Linked DNA regions of Mus musculus: region 2 is linked to region 1. The links are chromatin contacts, called in public Hi-C maps. All regions are on one chromosome and are shown on one strand. Each heading gives the region's core, a stretch centred on a gene start, on an enhancer-like site or on the middle of the called end of the contact. The rest is flanking DNA. Distances are from core to core; before and after follow the strand shown.

Evidence for each region. A called contact is a pair of places that touch in the nucleus more often than the background predicts.
Region 2: a Hi-C map of the CH12 cell line shows a contact between it and region 1, with 3 times the contacts expected there. The contact joins two enhancer-like sites. A contact is called at or near these places in 1 of 39 promoter capture datasets (liver), 2 of 15 datasets of contacts at CTCF or cohesin (CD8 T cells and large pre-B cells), 5 of 484 Hi-C or Micro-C datasets (CD4 T cells, the CH12 cell line, Th1 cells and 1 more) and 2 of 115 datasets of contacts at active chromatin or transcription factors (Th17 cells and large pre-B cells).

The regions. Positions count from the first base shown.
Region 1 is chr12:113,219,558-113,226,548 of GRCm38.p6, reverse strand. No RefSeq gene overlaps it. Among named protein-coding and RNA genes, the nearest start is that of Gm25622, 8.9 kb to the right of the region's middle. Within about 2 kb of position 4,323, at least 76 of the 459 cell types and tissues checked have an H3K27ac peak or open chromatin away from gene starts, as enhancers often do. A contact at or near this core is called in the CH12 cell line, where this site is marked.
Region 2 is chr12:113,362,229-113,369,219 of GRCm38.p6, reverse strand. It overlaps Igh. Among named protein-coding and RNA genes, the nearest start is that of Adam6b, 120 kb to the left of the region's middle. Within about 2 kb of position 2,584, at least 5 of the 459 cell types and tissues checked have an H3K27ac peak or open chromatin away from gene starts, as enhancers often do. A contact at or near this core is called in the CH12 cell line, where this site is marked.

The sequences.
Region 1 (6,991 bases), core at 3,074-5,573:
ACACACACACACACACACACACACACACACCCTGTGAACAGGCCTGCAGTCCTGACTGAAGCCCTGCTCTACCCAATTTAGTGAGTCCTGCACCTGAACCCTCTTACCCTCACAGCCCCTGACCTCTCCCTGTGTGCTGCTCAGCTATGGCCCCTTCCCATTCCTAACGTGCCACCCTAAGATGTCGGTTCCGTGCATCACCGCACACATGCTCTTGGGATAAGGCCTTAGAAGGCTCTGTACCATCTGCAGCTCATGCCACTGCCTTCCCTGGTAACCCTCTCCTGCATACAAGGGCTGCAAGGGTCAATGATATGAATCCATCCATGCTCTGACCCCAGCTTGGCCCAGGGCAGCCATGATGGGAGGACAACCCCTGACCCCAGCCTAAGATAGTTGTTGCACAGAGCAGTCCCTTAACGCAGGATAACTGTTGGAGGTAGGCAGCACTTGACCCCTGCCCAAGCTAGATGATGGGAGAGGATAGGTCCAGCCATTGACAGCTGCTGTAGCAAGGCAGGCCCTGGTCCCAGGTTAACTCAAGGCTGCTGCTTAGGCAACCCCTGACTCCAGCTCCAGAAGTCTGCTGGGGGTGTATCCTCTGGCTACAGGAGCTGAACAAATGTCCCTCTTTTCCCTCACCACAGAGACCTCTGGATCCCACTCCTAGGGCCCACTGGTCCCAAACCCTCACAGGTCAGCAACATCTTGAGGCCAGGAGCCTATAGAAGTAAGGAGCCTATAGAAGTAAGGAGCCTATAGAAGTAAGGAGCCTATAGAAGTAAGGAGCCTATAGAAGTAAGGAGCCTATAGAAGTAAGGAGCCTATAGAAGTAAGGAGCCTATAGAAGTAAGGAGCCTATAGAAGTAAGGAGCCTATAGAAGTAAGGAGCCTATAGAAGTAAGGAGCCTATAGAAGTAAGGAGCCTATAGAAGTAAGGAGCCTATAGAAGTAAGGAGCCTATAGAAGTAAGGAGCCTATAGAAGTAAGGAGCCTATAGAAGTAAGGAGCCTATAGAAGTAAGGAGCCTATAGAAGTAAGGAGCCTATAGAAGTAAGGAGCCTATAGAAGTAAGGAGCCTATAGAAGTAAGGAGCCTATAGAAGTAAGGAGCCTATAGAAGTAAGGAGCCTATAGAAGTAAGGAGCCTATAGAAGTAAGGAGCCTATAGAAGTAAGGAGCCTATAGAAGTAAGGAGCCTATAGAAGGGCCAGCTGTGCCCCATTGATGTGGGGCTCCAAAGAATGCAAGAACCAATCTCCACCCGGCCACAAGCACCAGCTGCCACGGAGTCTCACCAGCACACACACCTCTCCTGCGAACCTAGTCAGGGAAAAAACAAAGGGGCTGGGGTGAGCAGCAACCCTGGAGCAGCCAATCTCACTGGAGGCCCCAGACCCCAGGAGTCCAGGCACCAAGCCTGGCAGAGAACTCCAGCTCTGACTTGTGTGCCCTCACCCAGCAATCTCCACACGTGGTTTGGGGCTGTTGTAATTATGCCTTGTGTTTTTATCTGTTTAAAAAAAAAACAACTTAATTTCTAATAACACTTTAATGCACAGAATGTGGCGAACACATGCTCTCTGAGGCATGTTTGCTAAAGCAAAAGTTGGGACTGGGGACACAGCTCAGTGCTAAAGCACGCTTGCCTCCTGGGCTAGAACATGGCTGCTCACAGGAGGCCCTGGGTTTCCCCTGCGCGTGCACACACACACACACACACACACACACACACACACACACACACATCAGAGGGGCTGGAGAGATAACTCAAGGGTTAAGAGCACTGGCTGCTTTTCCAAAGAATCCAGATTCAATTCCCAGCACCCACATGGCAGTGCATTACTGTAATTCCAGTTCCGGGGTGCCCTGAAGGATCCTCCATACATGTGAAACATAGAAGCTCACACAGAGAGAGAGGGGTGGGGGAGGGGCTCATGAGAATATAAGATAAATAAATTACAGGTCTAAAATGAAAACCTTAAAAAAGAGAGAGAGAGAGAGAGACTGGCAGAAACAAAGGTTGTTAGACTCTAACACACATTGGAGCAAGGTGTAAAGGGCTGAGTGTCCCAGGGTCCAAGAAACAGCCCTTGCCCCACCATCCTGTCCTGAAAGCAGACGGCTGGGGTGCTCAGGGGCTCCCTCTAGAGGACTGGGTGGAAGTTGACGTGTACCAGCAATGGAAGGAGAGGCTGCACAGAGAGAGTAATGAACTAGGAGATCAGGGGTGTTGATGAACATGCCGGTGACCTCACACTGCGCAGGCCAGGTGAGGCCTAACATCGACTCTGCAGCTTATCTGGCTCAGGTTTGCTGTCTGGACAGTGAAAACCCTCCAGCTCTGTGCCCCTCCTGAACCCCTCATGTCCATGTTTGACACCAGCTGTCCTGAGCCCTCATAGCCCCTCAGGGAGCACAGAATCACACATCAGCTTGACAAGGTCCCAGGTGGTTAGAATACAGGGATGTCCATTGAGGGCACTAAGCTCCATGTGGCTCCATGGCCATCAGACATGGGTAAGATTCCCCAGCCCTAGGCAGGATCTTGCCACACACCCTGGCTCCCATTATAGAAGCTGGAATGACCCATCTGATTGGAAGGGTGACAGCAATCCTTTGGTCCCATCGTTCTTGCTACACACTTGTTCCAGAGAAAGGGTGAAGAGTTGGCCCACATTTCCAGTGGCTCTTTAGGAGAGCGTCCCAGGGTCTGCCCCCGAGCTGGCTCTATCAGAGCCACTTTGGTCTTAGCCTTGCCTTGGCTATCTTACTTCCATGCAGCTACATGGAGACCCTCTCTACAGAAATGTCATGGGTTCAGAGCTAGGGACACCAAGTCCGTGGAGGAAAGCACTGTAGAGTTGAGTCTGAAGATACACGCGCAGCTGCTGGCTTGCCTGTGGCCTGTTTTATAACCTTGGGCAGCATAAGACATAGCTCATAAGTGGACCTGTGCAGGAGGCGTAGTTGGGAATGGCTGCGAACAGATGGAGTGTGGCCTTAGGGTTGTCAGAAGGAATCTCGGGGCTATAGGCATGTGTGCCTCTCTAGAGGAACAAACAGAAACATAGCCAGATGGGACAGGCAGCCTACTGCGTTCACCTTGCTGATCTCCAAGCTCAGATGGGGATCATATAGCATGTCTCTGAAGGCTCCCACAGACCTGAGCACCTCGAACCTGTGTCCTTATCTCACGAGGGGCCTGACCCTCCCAGCCAGACTGCTTACTGAATGCCCATGTAGCCTGCAAACCAGGCTCCCCTCCCAGGGCAACAACTGAGGCAGCTCTGTTTCCCGCCACCCTCTCAGACCCCACAGAGCTGCCCAAGCCAGGCAAGTAGGTAAGGGGACTCCCCATGACTTGTCTCAACACCTCACTTGGTGTCCTGTCCGAGCACTAAACTCAGTGGGGTGCTAGCTACAAGCCTAAGTTCAGCCCTGCACAGCTCAGAGCAAAGGTACAGCCTTTGCCCAGTCCAGCAAAAGTGGAAAAGGCCTGCCCTGGTCTCCATAGTGAGCACTATAGTCAGGTTACATCTGCCTCAGCAGCTCAGAGCTGGCACTGAGCAAGCAAACTCTGCTGCCCCCGTGTGAGCATAGCCAGCGTTGCACACACACCACGCAGACGCTCTCCCTAGGGATGATGGGGGCAAGGAGGGTTTGTCAGGGTGTGAAGGGCGGCCTGCCCCGTGTAGCTATGGACTAAAGGGATGTATTCCTATCTAGTTATTTTAGATGGAAGCACACACCCCACCTATTTAGGGTGGGTAGGGACATGTGCCTTATTATAAGTCTGTATTGAGAGTGCAGACTTAAACTCCTGACCCAGGAGCACACCTCCTGACCCCTGTGTAATTGTCCCAGCATCCTCTGTGCTATTGGCTTCCTGGGGTCTGTTGGGACCCCCGCCCCCACCCCTGCCAATCAAGACTGGCACACAGGGGATGTGATCAGGCCTAGCCCTGGGGCTGGTCAAGGCACAGATGGACCAGTGATGCCTCAACTCCAGGTGTGCCTGCTGGGGCTCCAGAGTGGTGTAATACAGGGCTCGTGCGCCCCCTGGTGACCATGTGTGTCACTGCACACGGAAGGCCGGATTCAGATACTTGGCTCTACCCAACCAGGTGTACTTTCAGTAACAAAACAGACCCAGAGTATGTACACACGCAAATGTCCATGTGTGTGTCCCCATGTTTACACATCTGTGTCCCAGGGAGTTCATGTATCACCCATGATAAATGTAGACACTGGTGGAAATAGTATGACAGGGGAACAGGAACTGCGACTGGAGAAGGTGCCCCCAGGAGCAGATCTCTGCTGCCACCATGTGGCCATTGGTGGTATTATCTTTGCAGCCCACAGGAAGCTCCTCTTACGCAGGCGCAGAGGGACTAAGGCACTGGTTCTCAACCTGTGTGTCAGGATCCCCGCTAAGGGGTCCGATGTCTTTTCCACACTAGTTGAAAGTCAGATGATTTGAAACAGTAAACAAATTACAGTTATGAGGTAGCAAAAAAAATAATTTTACGGTTGGGATGACAACATAAAGAGCTGTATTAAAAGGTCACAACGTAAGGAAGATTGAGAACCACTGAGCTAAAGCGACCAGGAGTACATGCCTGGGTTTTGATGATCAAGTTGAGAGTTCAGGCTTGTACTGCAGTTTGGGAGAGAAGGCTTATATTCTCCTCGTGGTTACCCCAAGACTCTGTACATATCTTGTGCACAATGTACCAGCAACAGGAAAAATAAAAAATTACATAAATAAATAAGCCCCAGTCTGGGCTCCTGGGCAGTCTACAGTCCCATATTCCACACAGATCCATGGACACGCCAGGAAACAAAGAGAATTAATAACTGAGGTAGGTGGGGAGAGGGCTAAGTGTCAACAGAATTAGGGGGTACCCAGGGCCACCAGCTCCAGCCGCCCCGCCCCCGACCTGCACTGTCCCTAATACCTGTTGGGTTCCTAGGGCCTAACGATACTTTGCAATCTGGTGTCTGGCACTGAGGAAGCACGGTTAGGCCAGTCGTGAGACTGGTCAGGGCTGTCACACTAGCTGGTTGCCTAAGCACCTGAGATACACCTGTGGCGTCTCCACAATGACCACAGCGTAGTGCTCAGGTGCCCCCTGGTGGACAGATGCACCACTGCATGCTGTGCCAAGCCAAGTTCAAAACCTGGCACCTACAGAAAACTACTACGATAGAAGCTTCTTAAAATATATACATATAGGGGGCTGGAGAGATGGCACAGTGGTTAAGAGCACTGACTGCTCTTCCAAAGATCCTGAGTTCAAATCCCAGCAACCACATGGTGGCTCACAACCATCCGTAATGAGATCTGACTCCCTCTTCTGGAGTGTCAGAAGACAGCTACAGTGTACTTACATATAATAAGTAAATAATTTTTTTAAAATATATATATATACATATGTGAAAGAAATCTAAATGGAGTCGCCAAATAACAGAAGAGACGAAGGCCCAACTAGACATCTCTGACCCTCCAGTGTGTGTGTGTGTGTGTGTGTGTGTGTGTGTGTGTGTGTGTGTGTGTGTGTGTGTGTTTAGACATTTATGTCTCTAATCCTCCTCCCCGCTGAGGCTCCAGCACTGTTCACATCACAAATGAGTCGGGCGTGGAGAGAAAACAACATTGGTAGAAATCCAGAGGTCATGTGATGGTGTTAAAGTCTCACTGTTGACCGGGATTCTCTGACTGACCAAATTGCAGTCACCAGGAGGGGCTCTGAGCTCAGAGCTCCACAGAGTCTACTATGACTACAAAGTTCCTCCCAGCCCTGTTCTAACCAGCATGGGCCTGAGGCCTGCAAGAGCAAGACTCTACTGGCCTCATGTGGCCTCTGGTAGAATTGCACTTACTGCCTACTCGAAACTCTCCTTAGAGCTCTTAGAGCAGGTTGGGGAAGGGCTGTTTTCTCAAGGCAGGTGGGGTCAGTAGCTCTTCCTCTAGTGTGGGAGACAGCGCATGCTCTGACTAGTCATACAGTTACGATGGGGAAGGGCATGTGTCCCATGTGTCTAAGGCTGCACTTGGTAGTGAAGGTAGGGGTGCAGGCTTACCCACCCAGGCTCATGTCCACCTCATGGTAATGCCCAGGCTCTGTGCATGCCATGTGTGTGCACAGTTACTGGCAGCAGGTTCCAAGGCCCAAGCCAGGCTCCTCAGCAGCCTAGACTCCACATCCCATGTGGACACACAGCCACACCCCACACTAAGAGAATTTATGACTGAAGTGAAGAGATGTTCGTGAAATTTGACAGAATTAAGGAATTCTGAGGGCCAGTGTCTCCAGCCAACCCCACCTACACTTCCCTGTGGGCTTTGAGTTTCTAAGGCATGGTGGGATACCCACTGTCTGACACTGAGGGAGTGTGGTCAGTCCCTGCCCTGGAACAGTGGAGTCAGATCACATTGGCAGGTCAACTAAGGACCACAATGCACAGTGCAGAGCTCATGTGCCCCCTGGTGGCTAGATGCACCACTGCAACCTCTGCTAAGCCAAGTTCAAAGAATTGGCCCCACCCAGCCGGGTAGACTCTCAGGCACAAGTGACAAACACGTACTCAGAGAGCATGTATATATGCCGCTGTGTGTGTAAGAGGCCAACACTGGTAGAAATAGAGATTGTGTGATGGTGTTACAGTCTCGCTATTGGCCAGGATTCTCTGGTGCCACACCACCCCCAGTTGGATCTGTGTGACAAGTTCCACAGACTGTGGCGATCGACCTCAAAAGGGGAAGACTTCCTGGAACCAACTATGGAACTCTTTGCCGGAGAAAAATTATTGAGCCATAGTTCTCATGGCAATCTATCTGTTTTGTTTTCTCTTATTCCTTTTCTTATTTACATGTTCCTGGAAGCCTAGGCCAAGATCTTAAGCGAGAATAATGGGTAAGAAACCATCCCTAGAGATGGGGCCACTAACATGACCTTATCCCCAGGGAAACCAACACTTTACTTTTT
Region 2 (6,991 bases), core at 1,335-3,834, 140 kb before region 1:
TCCACTCGAGGATTTCCTGAATAGGCCATCTGTGTGAAGTTCCCTCAGTTGGCCTTCCATCCTCTTCATCAGCTTTGCCTTCCCTGCCATCTTGGCTCCTGCAGTCCTGTATCGCCCTTGTTCCTTCCCTGGTTTATTACTGTCTGTAGTGATTTGAATGAGAATGGCCCCTGTAGACTCATACGTTTGAATCCTTGGTTCCCAATCAGTAGAACTTTCTGGGAAGGATTAGGAGGTATGGCCTTGTTGGAGGGGCTATGTCACTGGGATCAGGTTTTGAGGTTTCAAAAGTCCATGCCATTCCCAGTTAGCTCTCTCTACCTCGTGTCTTAAGATATATGCTTTCAGCTACTGCTCCAACTTCATGCCTACTACCTGCCTACTACAATGTTCCCGATCATAGTGACCATGCCCTCTAACCCTCTGAAATTGTAAGCCCCAGATAAATGTCTTCTTTTATAAGTTACCTTGATCATAGCATCTAATCATAGAAATAGAAAAGTAACTAAGAAAGAAGTTGGTACCAAGGAGTGTGTTATTGCTATGAAAGGCCTGACCATGCTAGGATTTTTTTTTTAATTTTGATTATAATTTCCAGGAGAAAGTCATGTCCCATTCCAAGTGGACAGATAAACTTGGCATTATCAACTACATGGCTACGGCTTTAGAGTCATGAAGGATACTTAAGTAAAGGGGCTATAGACTCTTCCTCTGTGCTAAGGAGTTTATGAGTCTGGCTGTGTGACAGGGCGTGGAGTCACTGATAGGCCATAGCATAAAGTTATAAAAGTGAAATCTGAATTGTACTGAAGACCCCATAATGCCAGAGATGTCAGAGCCATGGGATGGCTGCCAGGGAAATATACATACAGGTAATACAACCATCCCATGAGAGAAGTGTGTGTGGTCATCAAAGCTGGAAAGTTGGAAGCCGTTTAAACCCTTTGACATTAGACATGACGCTACAGGATTTGGAGTTTGTTCTGCTTTTGTTGAATATTTCCTCAACATACCCTAATTCTTCCCTTTTGGGATGAAAATATATTTTCAGTATCATTGAATGCTGAAAGTATGTAATTTTCTTTAGGACGTTATGGGGGGTTACAATAAAGAGATTCCCTTGAGTCTCAGAAGAGACTTTCCATTTTGCACTTTTAAATTGTACTGAAACTTTAAAAGTCTACGGGGACCTCTAATATAGGGCTAACTACATTTTGCAATATGATATGGCCAGGAACCTATCTGGTGGTTTGAATGAGAACAGCCCCCATAAACTAATATGTCTAACTACTTGGTCCACAACTGATGAAACTGTCTAGAAAGGATTAGAAGGTTGGCTTTGTTGGAAGAGCTATGTCACTGGGAACAGGTTTTGAGGCTTCAAAAGCCTATGCCATTCCCAGTTAGCTTGCTCAGTCTCGGGCATGTAGATCAAGATATAAGTTCTCAGCTACTACTTCAGTTTCCTGCCTCCCCACCTGCTGTCATGCACCCTGCCATAATGGTCATGGACTCTAACCCTCCTAACCTAGCAACCCCAAATAAATGCTTTCTTTTATAAATTACCTTGGTCACTTATATTTGGTCACAACAATATAAAAGTAACTAAGGCTGTAGTATCTGGCATGATTAGTGGCCCCCTGTTCTCAGGCCCCACGAGCTCTTCACAAACTCATGTCCATGACCCTGATCATACAGGCTAAGCCATCTGAGTTGGCTCTAAGCTACAGAGGGTGAACAAATACCACTGCTAGACTCTTGGCTCTGATTCTGCACTGACACAGTGTCCACGGGACACTTCCTCAGCCTGCCTGCTACTTTGATTCCTAAATCTGGGCTCTGGGCTCCAGCTTGACCTCAGCCCTCCTCGAATCTTCCTCCTTGACTTCCTCCTGAGGTTCACACCCAGTAAGTCTGTCATGAACCTTCCCAGCATGGGCATCCCTGGCCTGGCCTGACTTCCCTGGATGTCTCTGTGCTTCTTGTCCTTTCCAGGGTATTTTTCTAATGGGAACCAAATGATCTCAGCTCTAGCTCCACTACTGCCTCTTCTCTTACCCTGAACCCCACACTCACTCTTGCCTTCTCCTACATGGTGACAGTGTCTCTACACCCAAGGAGGTCTTTCCAAAATACCCTTGGCCTTCAAATTTAGAGTGTATCAATACTCTTGAAGAAGGTAGCCATATTCCTATGCCCTGTGATCCTGGAGCACCTCCTTCAGCTCCAGAACCCTGTAGACCTAGTACTTCACCCTCTAGCACATGCCTCTCTGGTCCTATGTGGTCATTGCTTACTTCTTCCCATGTAGTTCACTGCTCTGTGCACCCCACACTGCTGTACCAGTTTTACCCCCATTCTCTTCCCTAAACCACAGATTGGTTGGGATTTCCCTAAGGAAGCACTGTTAAGAGATAACAGGGACCCACTGCAGTCATGTTTGGGCTTTTAGTTGAATAAGAAGCCTCCCTCTCCAGGGAGGTGGTAAAGATAGAGTGAACAGTCTCAGCCAGCCCAGGAACCTAAGGAGGCTATGAGCATAGAGAAGCAGGTAAGGACCAGGTTTCCTCATTTCTCCCCTGGGTCTCAAGGGTACTATCTCATCCACCCCCACCCATCCACGTGATGCATCTTGAACCTGATCTAGACTCCCTTTATCCCCTGACAAGAAAGGGGAACTTTAGGTAGTACCTTCTGTGAACCAGTTTCAATCCTGTTCTTAGCCTGTGCAGAGAGATGGGTGTGGGGTAGCATTCAGACCTTTGTGACAATTGGGTTGCAACTCCTAAGAGGAAAGATCCCAAAGCTAAGCTCCTGAGAGCTATGGACCGTCACAAAAAAGAAGGCAGTCACTTTCATATTTCCCATGCATGAGTTGTGTCGGCCGGTAAAGGAGAGTACAGTGGAAGAAGGCCTTGAGACCTGAGTCAGCAGTGGATATCAGCAAAACGGAACAACCAACAACCCATGGAAGAGTGGGAAGAAGTCGAAATACCAGACTGTGGAGGGGGTCTCTCTGATGCACAGGTAAGGTGATGGCCTGAAGAATGTCAACCAGACAGGGTCCAGGGATGCCACAGGCTGGAACATGGGCAAGTGGATCTGAACACACACAACAAAAACAACAACTACTGCTACCACCACCACCAGAGTCAGCCTCAAGGAGATGATGGGATATATCAGGATACCTAAGATAAGATGAACTTGGTCTGTCTGGAAGCTGGCAGGACCAAATTCGCTGAGTCAGCAGAGAAGAGGTGGCCAGAGGAGCAAGATCTCTGCAGCAGAAATCTGCAGGACTAACAAAGGTGAGTTTATAGAGGAAAGTAGGCATGGAGGAATACAAAGCTCATCTAAGAGGGACTCTAGGCCTGCTGGGGAAGCCAAGAGTGTGGAACTCTAAGGTTTAGGAGTCAATCTCGGTGCTGAAGAGACAAGATGAGGAGCTGAGCTCGAAGCCAAGACGGGCAGGAAGAAGTATAGGAAACTCCTAGGATCAGGTGGGACAGCTCCAGGTGAGCTGTGGAGGCTGGACTTTTGGGAGGACAAAGGCATGCTGAGGAGCTCAGGGAACTATGAAACAGCTGAGAGGAACTGAGGCACCTAAAATTTTAAGGTACCAAGTTGAGCAGCCACAGGAGAGCATAGGGGACCTGGATAAGCCATTATGTGGGAGCTGGTGTAGCTGGGAATATGGGAAAATAGAATAACCAGCTACAGGAGATCTAGAGGAGAAAGGAGCATAAGGAGTCTGACCAAGCAACCATAGTGGGGCTGGGGAAGCTGAGAGTGTGCACAGCCAAGCTGAGAAGTTAAAGGAGAACAGGGGTAGGTGAGGGTGTGAAGTACCAGAATCTGAGCTACAAAGGAGCTGGGCAGGTGGGAATATGGAGGACCGGGTTGAGAATCTACAGAGAGCCAGGTGGCAGTTCCACAGCTTCAGGATAGTCCTGGGAGTTTAGGAAAACAGGCTAAGATGGATGCTACAGGGAAGCTGAAGCAAGTGGGAACATGGAAAACCAGACTGAACATTTCCAGGGACCCCGGAGGAGTTTCCATGATCCTGGGGGATTATGGAAACCTTAGGAGCTCAGAAAACTGGACTGAGCACCTACAGTAGAGCTGGGGCAGCTCTGGGGATCTGGGGTAGGTGGGGTGTGGGGACCAGGCTGGGAAGCTCTGGGGAGCTGGGGTAGGTGGGGTGTGGGGACCAGGCTGGGAAGCTCTAGGGAGCTGGGGTAGGTGGGATGTGGGGACCAGGCTGGGCAGCAGCTCTGGTGAGCTAGGGTGGGTGAGGGTGTAGGGACCAGACTGGGCAGCTCTGGGGAGCTAGGGTAGGTGAGGGTGTGAGGACCAGGCTGGACAGCTCTGGGGGAGCCCAGGAGAGATGAAGGTATGGGGACCAAGCTGGGCAGCTCTGGGGCAGCTGGGGTTGTTAGGAGTGTAGGGACCAGGCTGGGCAGCTCTGGGGGAGCTAGGGTAGGTGGAAGTATAGAATATTAAGTTGAGCAGCTACAGGTGAGCTGGGGTAGGTGGGGTTGTGGGGACCAGGCTGAGCAGCTCTCAGGGAGCTGGGGAGGTGGAGCTATGGGGGCCAGGCTGGACAGCTCTGGGGGTAGCTAGGGTAAGTGAGGATGTGGGGACCAGGGTGGATAGCTGTGGGGGTGCTGGGGTAGGTTAGAGCATGGGAACCAGGCTGGACAGCTCTGGAAGGAGCTGAGATATGTGGGGTTGTGGGGAACAGGTTGGACAGCTCTGGGGAGCTAGGGTAGTTGGGGGTGTGGGGACTAGGCTGGGCAGCTCTGGGGAGCTAGGGTGGGTGGGATGTGGGGACCAGGCTGGGCAGCTCTGAGGAGCTGGGGTAGGTGGGGTATAGGAACCAGGCTAGGCAGCTCTGGGGGAGCTCAGGAGAGGTAAGGGTATGGGGACCAGGCTGGGTAGCTCTGGGGGAGCCCAGGAGAGGTAAGGGTGTGGGGACCAGGATGGGCAGCTCTGGGGCAGCTGGGGTTGGTGGGAGTGTAGGGACCAGGCTGGACAGCTCTGGGGGGAGCTAGGGTAGGTTGGAGCATGGGAAACAGGCTGGACAGCTCTGGGGGAGCTGGGGTAGGTGGGGTTGTGGGGACCAGGCTGGGCAGCTAGAGGTGAGCTGGGGTAGGTTGGAGTATGGGAACCAGGCTGGACAGCTCTGGGGAAGCTGGGGTACATGGGGTTGTGGGGACCAGGCTGGGAAACTCTTGGGGAGCTGGGGAGGTGGGGTTGTGGGGACCAGGCTGGGCAGCTCTCAGGTGAACTGGGGTAGGTTGGAGTATAGGAGCAGGCTGGACAGCTCTGGAGGGAGCTAGGATAAGTGAGGATGTGGGGACCAAGCTGGGCAGCTCTGGGGGAGCTGGGGTAGGTTCGAGTATGGGGACTAACCTGGGCAGCTCTGGGGCAGCTGAGGTTAGTGGAAGTGTAGGGACCAGACTGGGCAGCTCTGGGGGAGCTAGGGTAGGTGGAAGCATAGGATATTAAGCTGAGCAGCTACAGGTGAGCTGGGGTAGGAGGGAGTGTGGGGACCAGGCTGGGCAGCTCTCAGGGAGCTGGGGAGGTGGAGCTGTGGGGACCAGGCTGGGCAGCTCTGGAGGGAGCTAGGGTAAGTGAGGGTATGGGGACCAGGCTGGGCAGCTCTCAGGGAGCTGGGGTGGGTGGGGTTGTGAGGACCAGGCTGGGCAGCTACAGGTGAGCCAGGGTAAGTGGGAGTATGGAGACCTGGCTGGGGAGCTGAGGTAGGTGGAAGCATAGGATATTAAGCTGAGCAGCTACAGGTGAGCTGGGGTAGGAGGGAGTATGAGGACTAGGTTGGGCAGCTACAGGTGAGCTGGGTTAGATGGAAATGTGAATAACCTGCCTGAAGGGCCACAGGGGAGCTGGGGCTATCAGATCACAGGGTCCCAGGTTATGCAGCTCCTGGGTCAGGGTAGGAGGTAATTCCTGAGCAGAGGAACCAAGTAGATAGGACAGATGGAGCAGTTACAGAGGAAAAGGTTTGTAGAAGCTTGAATGTCCAGGCTGAGTATCTACATGGTGACTGGAAAAGGTGGGCGTTTGGGGAGGGGGACCAGATCAAGCTAAGGGTTCTGGGGCAGATAGGAGTGTGGAAAAGTGGACTGGGTTATCACAAGGGAACTAGGACAGGTGGTTGTGGGGGAAGCCAGTGTGAGTGACCACAGTGTACTGAGGCAGGCTGGAGTGCTAGGGTACCAGGTCAAGCACAGGAACTCTGTAGGTCTAGCCAGGGCAACTAGGAACACTCTGACAGGAAAGGGTACATGAACCAGCCTGAGACCTTTGAAGACCTGAGATGGCTCAGGCAGCAGTGGCAAGTGAGGATGTGGGAATCCAGTGAGGTGAGAGAACTGGAGACAGCTCCAGGGAAACTAGTCGTCTCACCTCCCTGCTGCAGGCCTCTCCTGTAGCCACTCTGCACCTCATATCTGTACATGCCTATTAGCAAGAAGATAGTAAGAGCTGGGTTCAAATATAAGACTGTGTGCAAGAACTAGATGGGGTAGTGGGTAGGAATGATGAAGAAAGAGAAAGGGAAAGTACTCAGGGCCTGTCTAACCCACAGGCAAGAGAGAATCAGTAATGAGAGACAAGGAAGGCCTTGGCTGAGCAGAGCAGGGAAAGTCCCTGAGGCTAACACTCTCAAAAGGACCATATAGACAGCAGTTCTCAGTTGGGGGCCCATCTTGGTTCCTGGAGATGGAGGGGAACTTACCATAGGAAGGTCAAACTTGTTACAGCCGTTATGTATACAGAGTTGGATGCACAGAGGGAAGGAAGAAGGAGGCACATCAGGGGCTGAGCAGTGGAAGCCAGCAGCTGTGGTTCGAAGAAGGATGACCCTGAAGCTGAGAGGAGACCTGGGTTGGAGAAAAGACAGCCTGACAGCCAGTTTTCTCATGAATGGCAGCATATCCTAAACTCAAGGGCTCATGGCTTCTAGAAA